2 separate regions of the Zea mays genome follow, and region 1 is linked to region 2. A link is a contact called in public Hi-C data. All regions are on one chromosome and are shown on one strand. Each heading gives the region's core, a stretch centred on a gene start, on an enhancer-like site or on the middle of the called end of the contact. The rest is flanking DNA. Distances are from core to core; before and after follow the strand shown. Region 1 holds the start of LOC100383294. Region 2 holds the start of LOC100285809 (aldehyde dehydrogenase, dimeric NADP-preferring).

Evidence for each region. A called contact is a pair of places that touch in the nucleus more often than the background predicts.
Region 1: a contact with region 2 is called in a Hi-C map of ear, with 2.2 times the contacts expected there. The contact joins the promoter of LOC100383294 here to the promoter of LOC100285809 in region 2. A contact is called at or near these places in 3 of 25 Hi-C or Micro-C datasets (ear, endosperm and tassel).

Annotation. Positions count from the first base shown.
Region 1 is chr10:10,667,811-10,673,030 of Zm-B73-REFERENCE-NAM-5.0, forward strand. It overlaps LOC100383294, which reads right to left and starts at 3,520. Exons shown (of 17, transcript NM_001175954.1): 1 at 3,139-3,520; 2 at 2,318-2,482; 3 at 2,082-2,204; 4 at 1,624-1,845. The coding sequence starts at 3,495.
Region 2 is chr10:10,482,114-10,487,281 of Zm-B73-REFERENCE-NAM-5.0, forward strand. It overlaps LOC100285809 (aldehyde dehydrogenase, dimeric NADP-preferring), which reads left to right and starts at 2,834. Exons shown (of 10, transcript NM_001158699.2): 1 at 2,834-3,278; 2 at 3,421-3,489; 3 at 4,366-4,462; 4 at 4,830-5,036; 5 at 5,137-5,168. The coding sequence starts at 3,063. LOC100193320 reads left to right here. Exons shown (of 8, transcript NM_001158644.2): 5 at 36-174; 6 at 269-457; 7 at 543-615; 8 at 730-1,208. The coding sequence ends at 851.

The DNA.
Region 1 (5,220 bases), core at 2,270-4,769, 190 kb after region 2:
CGACACAATAAAAAACATTAGAGGCCTTGTGAAAAACTGTCCTGCTTACATCACACACACATAAGAGAAAAGGCCCAAATTTGGATATCTAATGAGCAATGCTAGCAAAAAAGCTGCACTAAAACAAAGGCATTGTGTTCTAAAGCAGTTCAGTTGGAGCATTCCCTAAAAGCACCTTTTTAGTTTTGATGTTATTCCATCCCTTCAGAATAGAATGTGTTTATGATTTCAGTCGTCAAACTCTGTTGATTTTTTTATGAAAAACTTTGGGGAAGTTCATCATAGTATTGTTATAAAACAAATGTGGTTATGTACATAAAACAAGGTTAAATTGCAAACTAGTAACATGATGTAATTGTAATGTAGCCCCTGGAAAGAATAACGTTGATTGTTCTTTATGAGACAGTAGGGCGTACCCAGTGCCGTAGGCTTCCCGCACTGTGCGGGGTCTGGGGAAGGGTATCTTTAAGCGGCAAGCCTTACCCGCATAATATGCAGAGGCTGGGGCTCGAACCCGGGACCTTCCGGTTACAGACGGTAGGCTCTACCGCTGCACCAGGCCCGCCCTTCTCTTTATGAGACAGTACTTTCACAATATAATATCTTTTAAACTTTTCACCAAAATATTACTATGAAAGCTGACCTTCAACATTCTTTATTGTAGATTGTGTTGTTAAAAAAGGCAGCATACATGAACAGGGTACATGTCACTTGATCCTACAAATATGAATTGTAAATCCAATAGCAGCAAACATTTCACAGACATGATAGAAGTGTTGTCGATTACATTCTTAACCTCAACAGGAAGTACAGACCTATCTGTTAGTCACAGGTTATCCCTAGAGTAGACTTTACCCTACAGAAACAAATAGAAATATAGGCACATCCACACATACTCTTGGAGTGGCACCTCGAAGTGGAGTCTGAGAAGCTTCACAAGTCAAAGCAAGCATGTATTTTTATATTTGAGTTAAAAATCAATATGAATTTAAAAAAAACACAGAAAGTAATCCCTCCTTTTATTTTTGTAAGGCATGGTAAATGTCATGTTTTGACCATTATATTTTTTTCTTCTCAAATGCAGTAAAGTTGTGTATCATTTTATCAAGAACAAAAGAAATAGTACATTTTCACCATTAATACACATACATTGTAATGTTCATGAATATTAATTTGACATTATGGAAGTGTTCTCAAATATTTGTATGGCATAACCTACAAAATATAATATTAAGTGCTAATAAAATATTATCAAGTTTGAATCTTATGTTGTGACTTGTGAGTAAACCTTACAAAATGAAATGAGGGGGCATGTGACTTTAATGTGTAAACCTGTGTCCCTAAAAGCTCTTAAAAACTACAGGTTTTCAGTTAGTTGTAATCATTTTTGTAAGGGATTGTACATCATACTGAGTTACACATTCGCTCTTGAGTTTAACCAAACTGCTCTGACAAGTACATAATGAAATCAGATGGCCAGTTGCTTTATTGGCACAGAACAGAAGGAAAAAATTCAAGAGTCTGCTTAATGCTAGAGTGCAAGCATGTTTATGCAGTGTACAATTCGACACTTCACAGGAGGAACCACAAAGCTCTAAAGAATTCAGTCGGTACTAGCTATACCTTCTTAAACTCTCCATTTGACCTGAACACAGCTTCATGGCAAGAGCCAACTCTACCAGAAGGTACTGATGTGAAAAAGGGAGAATCTCCCAATAAGGAAACATCTAGCACACAATTTGGTGGGTGAAGAAACACTTCAACATCAGAGGGACGGGCAAATTGTGGTATTTTTGTGTCCAGTTTTGTGGAGACTAGAACAGTCCTTGCAAGATCAGGATCGACCTGCGGTACCAAAATGGAAAAAAAAAACTTGTTTAGTGGAAACGTTTTATCAGTTACAGAAGGGTTGTGCTAGAACAAGATCTGGTTGAAGGCCTAGAAGTCCATAAAGTAATTTTGTCATTCGATTTTGTATGGAAACCCAATAGGTTATGATTATAACTGGTGGAAAATCATGCAAATGTTAGTCTTAGAGGAATTAGGCATATATTAAAAAAAAGATTACTTAAAAATCCAACCTGCATCACTACTCTCCGTGTAGTTGCATTACTCCAATCACTACAATCTTCAAGGCACAGTATAATGGTCTCTTTATGCTGGATTTTAGCACGAACAAGGCTCTCAACAGCAGAAGCCTGGCTCTGAATGTCACAAGATTGCCAAGGTTGGAGCAGTTTCAGTGCGGAATCAAATGCACCTAAAAAGGTAAAAAAAATGGCTGATGTAAACAGATAGAGGAAAACAAACAAAGTACCTGCAAAACTCTGTTTTTACGGCCAGGAGCTGGAAGGATGAGGCCTGGAGTGTCAATAATGGTGAGATTGGGGGAATGCTTGTATTCTACCTTAATTATGATTTCCTTCTCTGAAAATTGGCAAGGGTCATTCTCCAACCTCAAGTTTTCAGCTTCAATATATGCCTGAAAGTAGTTGAGCAGGGTTTACAAAATAATGTCCTTGTGCAACAAAAGTTTGGTTAAGTTAATGCAACAGTGCTCCAACCTTCTCCTCATTGAAATTTGACAACATAACAAAATGGGGAAACAGTTTCCTAGTTAATCAAGTGATATAATGCAAAAGCTGCATATTCGACATTATGAACAGCCTAATGGTTTCATATATCAAGATGGTTCTTGGTAGCAATTGTCCTATATGCCTCTCCTTTGTCTAGCAAACTAACCTAAAAGTTCATAAACAGTGTAATCTACACAGAACACGAAGTTAGCTACTGGACGCTGGTTGAACTTTCAACATAGATAGATCGAGTTAGCTACCAAATACAAATAGCTTCTCCAACATCCTATAGAAATACAAACAACAACAACAATCACATAAACATACAAGGTGCATTACAAATAGCATCCCTTAAAATGCTCTTCATCGGATTATATTCGTAATGGCTAATCTCATCTGCAGCACCCCACTTATTCTCTCCGGCACAGGACACAGGCAATTATACAAACACAAGGGGTGCATTGCACTTCGCAAATATACATGTAAGAGCAGACGGAGCACACGACACGGCAGTGACATTTCCGTAAAACACTTGGCGCACGCCGTCACGGAGGGTACGCACCTGGATGTCGGCGAGCGGCATGGGGCGGGCGGCAACCCCGGCTTCGTCATGCTCTTCGGCATCGCCGGTTGCAGAGAGGAGGCGGCACTGGGGCTCGTCGCAGCGCGGGTTGAAGCGGAGGTGGAGCGCGACGGGGCGCCGCGTCTTGGTGCCACCGCCGACGTGGTTGAACTGGAACCCCATGAGCGCCTCGACCAGCGCGCTCTTGCCGTCCGTCTGGTGGCCGACGACCACGACCGCCGGCGCCGCCGCCGCGCCGCCCAGCTCGGACGCCAGCGCGTGCAGCTCGTTGTACGCCTCGTAGAGGAGCTCCCGCGCCTCCCCCTCGTCGGCCTCCAGCGGGAACGGCGTCGCCATTGGGAGCAGTGGGTGGAGACGTTGGAATGGAGGAGCGGGCTGGTTTCAAGCACTGCGGGCGGCCGTGCGTTATCTCTTTTTTTTCCTCCCTCTCTTTCAGCTTGACTGCTTCTGCTGGCGAACGAGATTCTCATTTCTCGGCGCTTCCCTACATTTTGCTTTTGCATTTTTTTCATCTTTGTTTTCTTTTGAACAGACCTTCCTGGCGACTGGCGTCGTTCCGTCAGACTCACCTAACATCAAAGATAGAAAATCTATATCTCACCAGTGTTCTAAATCATCTGTCTCCAGCAAACCATTGTATCTCTTATCGCATCTTGTATTTTAAACTCTACTATATAAATATATAGTCTATAGTACAAAACACTAGTGACAACTAAGAGAGAGTGAATTAGGACTTCTAAAAATTATCTCTAAATTAGATCACAATTAAATCTCTAAAGCCAAACCTATGCAAATAAACAATCTATAATGTGTAAACTAGGTTTAGTCTACGTGTTGCTATCTCTACTGCAAAACCTAAGTTTCAATCCTAAATATTCTAACTATAAAAGAGATATTGAAACTTAAGTACTTAATTAAATGCGGAAAGTAAAGAGTAAGGTAGAGATGTAAACTCTCGTGGATAACGCCGGTATTTTTACTGAGTTATCCGGAACCACAAGGTTCCGACTAATCCTCGTTGGTGCCCTACGTAAAGGAGAGCTCACGCGAGGTCAAGCACATCGGTCGAGTAACTCCGTAGAGAGCCACGAGTCTTCTTCACGCGTAAGTGGTGGTCCATTTCCGGGCGAAACGTCGCGTGCCTCGTTCTCTCCGGTACACGGTGGCAGCCGTGACACAACTCAGTTGTCACGATATCGCAAGACTCTCGCCCCACTTGTACAATTACAACGAATCGCGCTAGAGCAGAGGGGTTGTGTGGTTTTTCTAAACTCACTCAACTAACTAGGATTCACCTATACCAAGCGCATAAGCGGTCGAACTAACCTAAGCACTTCACAAAAAACACATACGCTAATTACCGAGTGATTCTATTAAACATTTGGGTGTATGAGCACTTGGAAAGTGTTTAAAATATGTCTTGGTATGTTGCTTGAGCTCCCACACCTCCAAATGCCTGGTTGGATAAAGTATATATAGGTCCCAACTCAGATATAGTCGTTGTAAAGCAGTTCTACAGCTTTCTGCGCCGCACAGGATTGTCCAGTGGTGCACCGGACATACCACGTGTACTAGCCGTTAAAGATAGCCATTAGAGCTTCCGAATATGATGCACCGTACATATGACGCAGACGAACAATCTGGTGTGCACCGGACAGCACATGCTTGTTTGTCGTATTTTTGTCATAACTTTTAGTTTCGATTTCGGATTTTGTTGATATTGTACTTTTTGGAAAGCTTATAAATTCTCTACATCCGAGAGTTGAAGCCATACCATTTTGAGCAAATTTGGCACACCGGTCAGTCCGGTGAACCAACTCCTATCCTGCTGCAGTTTTTTCAGCAATTCCAACTTTGTATTGTAGCATAACTTTTAGCTCCGAACTCCGATTTTAATTTTTAATGATCTTAGACTTTTGGAAAGCTTATAAAATTCTCTACATCTGAGAGTTGAAGTCATGTCAATTCGAGTAGATTTAATATTGTGAAACACTTCCAATTCAGTCAGTCATTCCTCTCAACTTTATCAACTTCATTTTTGTTTTGTGGCTCTGCATTCCA
Region 2 (5,168 bases), core at 1,584-4,083:
CTTCTGACTGACATGAGCTTGCCTTGCGTTTCCAGGAACTACTACTCCCCTGGCTCTGCAAGCCTGTACTTCGGCGACCGGTCACTGGGCGTGAGACTGGCGAAAGTGGTCTTCGACAGTGGAAGCTCGTTCACCTACTTCGCTGCAAAGCCATACCAAGCACTTGTCACCGCTGTAGGTTTAAAACCTTCTTCTCCTGTAACGCAAATGAATCGTGAGTAAACATGGGGGGTAACCGGGTAATGGATGAGGTTTTTGTTTCTTGCAGCTTAAGGATGGCCTGAGCAGGACGCTGGAAGAGGAACCCGACACTTCGCTGCCTCTCTGCTGGAAAGGGCAGGAACCATTCAAGTCTGTGCTTGATGTGAGGAAGGAGTTCAAGTCTTTGGTGCTCAACTTCGCCAGTGGCAAGAAGACGCTCATGGAGATCCCTCCTGAGAACTACCTCATTGTCACAGTAAACATTGCATATCCCGACGGATTATTTTATCAGCGGCGGTAAGCTGTTGGTGGCTAAAACCTGGTTCCTCTGTTTGTGCCAGGAAAACGGGAATGCCTGTCTGGGCATCCTCAACGGATCCGAAATCGGTCTCAAGGACCTGAGCATTATTGGAGGTAGGAAAGTTCAGACAAAACCAATTAACCCCATTTTATTTTATAAGAAGATTGTTCATGACTCGCACACCAGTTGATGCCATTTCTTTTAATTTTTCTCTCTCTCTCTTGCAGACATTACGATGCAGGATCACATGGTGATATATGACAATGAGAAAGGGAAAATTGGATGGATTCGTGCACCCTGTGACAGAGCCCCCAAGTTCGGATCCTCCTCCTCCTCCGCCCTTCTGTGATCATTTCACACACATCCCCTGTACAGTGTGTACATACACCCCCAACCCCACTTAATTCCAATTTCTATTTCTCCGAACAGCGACATAAATACGGTTCATGGGTTTGAGGAAGGTTACTGTTGGCCTCAATTCCTCCCGGGGATCATTGGTCTTCCCAACGAAGATTGCCCAGCCTATTACCGTTCAAACAAAGAGCGATTTGCCAAGGCCCAAGGGGGAGGCCGCTAGAATGACAGAAACAGCAGAAGGATGGTCACGGAGGCTGGTGTGTGTTCTTTAGGAAAGGAGAGAAACTAGCCCATGTAAACATCATAATGTTCATATGAAATATAACGATGATCACCCTGTTACGAGTACAATCTTTTCGGACCTTTTCTGTGTACATTCTTTACTTGGTTTTCTTTCTGTTGATGTGATATATACTCGGTTCCAGGTGTCTCGCGACTATGTGTGAGTGTGATACGCAGGCAGCAGATTGTCTTGTTCTTCAGGGTCGTTGTGTGGATAACGTCAGGAATTTAGACATTTTCAGATTCAATTTAATCTAGAAATATAGCACGCGTGATAAACGTGATGACAGATGTGTGCATAACTAATCACTGTAGCAGTAAACAATAAAATAACATGCACAAAAATAAGAAAACAGTGATCACTGTAGCAGTAAACAATAAAATAACATGCACAAAAAATAAGAAAACAGTGAGTACCCTGCGGAGTGATCAATGTTTAAGGCACTAGTGACTTCATTTATACGAGACATCTCGTATGTATGTTCGATGTAGTCGATCGAAATTTGATGCAGGATGATGTTCGCAGTGCAGTCCCGCGAACGGTCGCTGAAAACAAGTCGTATGGTAGGAACAACAACCACTCAAGAAGACGAGGAAGACAAACAGTAGTGTCGCCCACCAGAAGGAAGACGAACAGATTCCCGCGAAATGTCGATCTCGTGAACAAGCTAGTGTCAATCAAACAGTCGCATCGTGCTCTCACTAAAAACTTGATCAGTCACCTATATTGAACAGGATCTCTTGAACGACGTTTAGTTTCGGATTTGACTAAACAACCCGTGAACAAAAAACCTACGCGTACGATTCGACTAATCGCTGGTTAAAATTAATATACATTATACACCAACTAATCATATATATATATACTACTCTATCCGTTCTTTTTTATTGTTATTTATCGTGATTTAGTTCCAAAATGAACTAGTGGGCGATAAACGAGTATTAATTAAGGTGGTGGCTAGCAGATCGTACATATGGTCATGTATTTTGTATAGTAGACTGATATGTACATTAGTCATATATAGTGTGGAGTTTGAAATTTGAGATGACTAAATGAGATAGCGTAACATACCTTATATTCGCAAGAAAAAAATAACACGGCTCTGAAATACATAATCACTCGTTTCAGACCTTTTTTGAGACGTAGGATTGATTAAAACGTAAGAATAGGAAAAAGTAAGAATAAAATTGCATGACACTTGTAATCATACAAAAAAAGTTAAAATACATTAAAACTTTTAATAGAGCGTTTGGATGCAATAGGAAGAACACATGAACATGAGAGAGATAGACAAGATATTTTTCAAGAGGTTAGATCTCATACTAGAAAAAATCATTTAAAATCTCGCTACAACAAACCATTTCATAGGAATTATATAGGAATTATAAGAACTCAATCATTTGTTTCAAAGAGCCATATACTAAAGTTTTATATAGGATTGAGTTATATAAGAAAGTTTTCTATAGGATTTCAATCCTTCAAAACGCCTTCATTTTTCCTTCGTTGCAAAGCTGGACTCATGCTTTGTTGTCGGCAGAAATAACGGGATAAAATATAAATCTTCGAATGCACATTCATCCAACATGGGCCTACAAAACAAGTAAAACCGGGAACCAGGCCCCATCTTAGCCCAGACCAAAAGTACCGTGCGCGGATATATATCGTCGCATATACCCTCGCCCCCCTCTACAACACATGTGTGTGCAGTGTAGACGAGCGCGTACGTAACTTATTGGGAGGTTGCGCGTACGGCAACTCCCGTCGCCTCCGCGCTCCCCTAACCGCCTCCCCCTTGTCTCATGGTGGAAGTGGAACAACCCTCCGCCCGCGCCGCTGCGAAGTGAGAAGGGAAAACAAGAAACGATCGAGGGAGGGGACGACGGAGCGAGCTAGCTAGCGGCGCGGCGGGCGTCGCTCGGCATGGACGCGGAGGCGGCGGCGGCGGCGGCGGCGACGGCGGTGGAGGAGAGGGAGCGGCTGCGGAGGAGCTTCGCGTCGGGGAGGACGCGGCCGGCGGCGTGGCGGGAGGCGCAGCTGCGCGGCCTTCTGCGCATGGCCACCGAGAGGGAGGACGACATCTGCGCCGCCCTGCACGCGGACCTCGCGAAACCCCTTACCGAGTGCTACGTACACGAGGTACGCTTATGATATCGTGATATATTAATTATTAGTGTGTTCTGTTTGTTTGTGCTAGTACATATGCAGTTACATTAGTATGGACTGAAAAATAATAATTAAGCTGTTTATGATGACACTTTAATTGCAAATTTGCGTCTAGATATCGTTGGTCATTTCTTCGTGCAAATTTGCTCTCAAGAATCTCAAGAAATGGATGAAGCCCCGAAAGGTATTGTGGTATCCTCTGTTATATTTTCGTACGTGGCCAGCATTGTATCCATGGAACTTTAACCAACAACAGACCTCCGATCGGCCACATTAACAAATACGAATACTCTCAATACGATTAGAACAGTCAATATTGGTTTAAAATGAATCTTTAAATAGGGAATGTTTGTAATTGAGAACTCTATATATGTTGCTTTGATGGATGGACCCTAGTTAATCACTTAGTATGTCACAACTCACAAATGCTATACACTCCATTTTGTTTTAAAATGGTTATCATTCTCACTTCGTAATACATCTCTCTCTTTGCATCATATTTTTTTTTGTTTCTCCCAAATTCTGTGTTTAAAACTAAAACATTAACTATTTTGGGATGAAGTGCGTAAGATTCGAGAAGTAGCGTTTAATTTGGTGGTCATTAGTTTCTATTGGAAGTTGGAACATACTTTCTCCGATCTTTTTTATTTATCGTAAATGAACTAGCGGACGACGAATATTCGAAAATAGAGGTAATACACATTTATTATACGCGCACGTTGACAACAAACAATTCATCATAATTAATAAATGCAAGTGCACTTAGCTTCAAGACGGATCTGTACAAGGACACTCATCATCACAGTACCAAGCTGGCCCTGGTCCTGGTCCTGGTCCTGGTCCTAGACTCCTAGTTCCTAGTCTTGCAGCCATGAATGAATTCGATCAAGCATCCTGTTCTAGCATAGCCTCGTCATCAGCTAGCTTTTCATGCCAAAAATCATCCTAGCTCCCCCGAACTGACTCGCGTGCGCTGCTGGCGGAATCAATGCGCATTGACTGCTGCTTCTGGCCGGTTTTTTGTTTTTGTTTTCGTTTCTGTTTTTGTTTTCCTTTGCAGGTCCCCGGCGGGCTGCTGACCTTCCCGTCGGCGGCCAGCGTCGCGGCGGAGCCTCTCGGCGTCGTGCTCGTCATCTCCGCCTGGAACTACCCCTTCTGTACGTTCGTAATTAACCAGCATTATTACCCCCGTCACCTATCATGCATCATGCTTTTATTTAGTCCCCATTCCAGTCGTTTGAGTTAATGCGCGCATGAAGCCTCTGACTGAAAGCCACTAGAAAAGACCATTATTAATGGATTGTCTAGTGACGTGTTTAATGGGTTTCTAGTAGTAGATCAGTAGAGCTGAGGAATCAGATGCCAACGCGTCGTCAGCTCACGCACGCGTTCGGCTTCGGCAAGCCCAGCCCATGACACGCACAGTAGCCCACAAAATCATGGCCTGCCTGCCAGTAGGTTGCTCTGACCGTAGTTAATCATGTGTGTGACTGTAAGTAACGAATGCATGCGTACGTGGAGCAGTGCTGGCCATCGACCCGGTCGTGGGGGCATTCGCGGCGGGCAACGCCGTGGCGCTGAAGCCGTCGGAGGTGGCGCCGGCCACGTCGCTGCTGCTGGCCGACCTGCTGCCGCGCTACGTGGACCCCTCGTGCGTCAGGGTCGTGCAGGGCGGCATCGCGGAGACCACCGCGCTGCTGGAGCTCCAGTGGGACAAGATCTTCTACACAGGTCGTCACGTATGCATGCGAGCATCTCCTTCCATTCCATTTCCATGGCGCAATACTGATCGGCAGATATATATATGGTACTGTGCTGCGCGCGTGTGCAGGTAACAGCAGAGTAGGACGCATCGTCATGTCC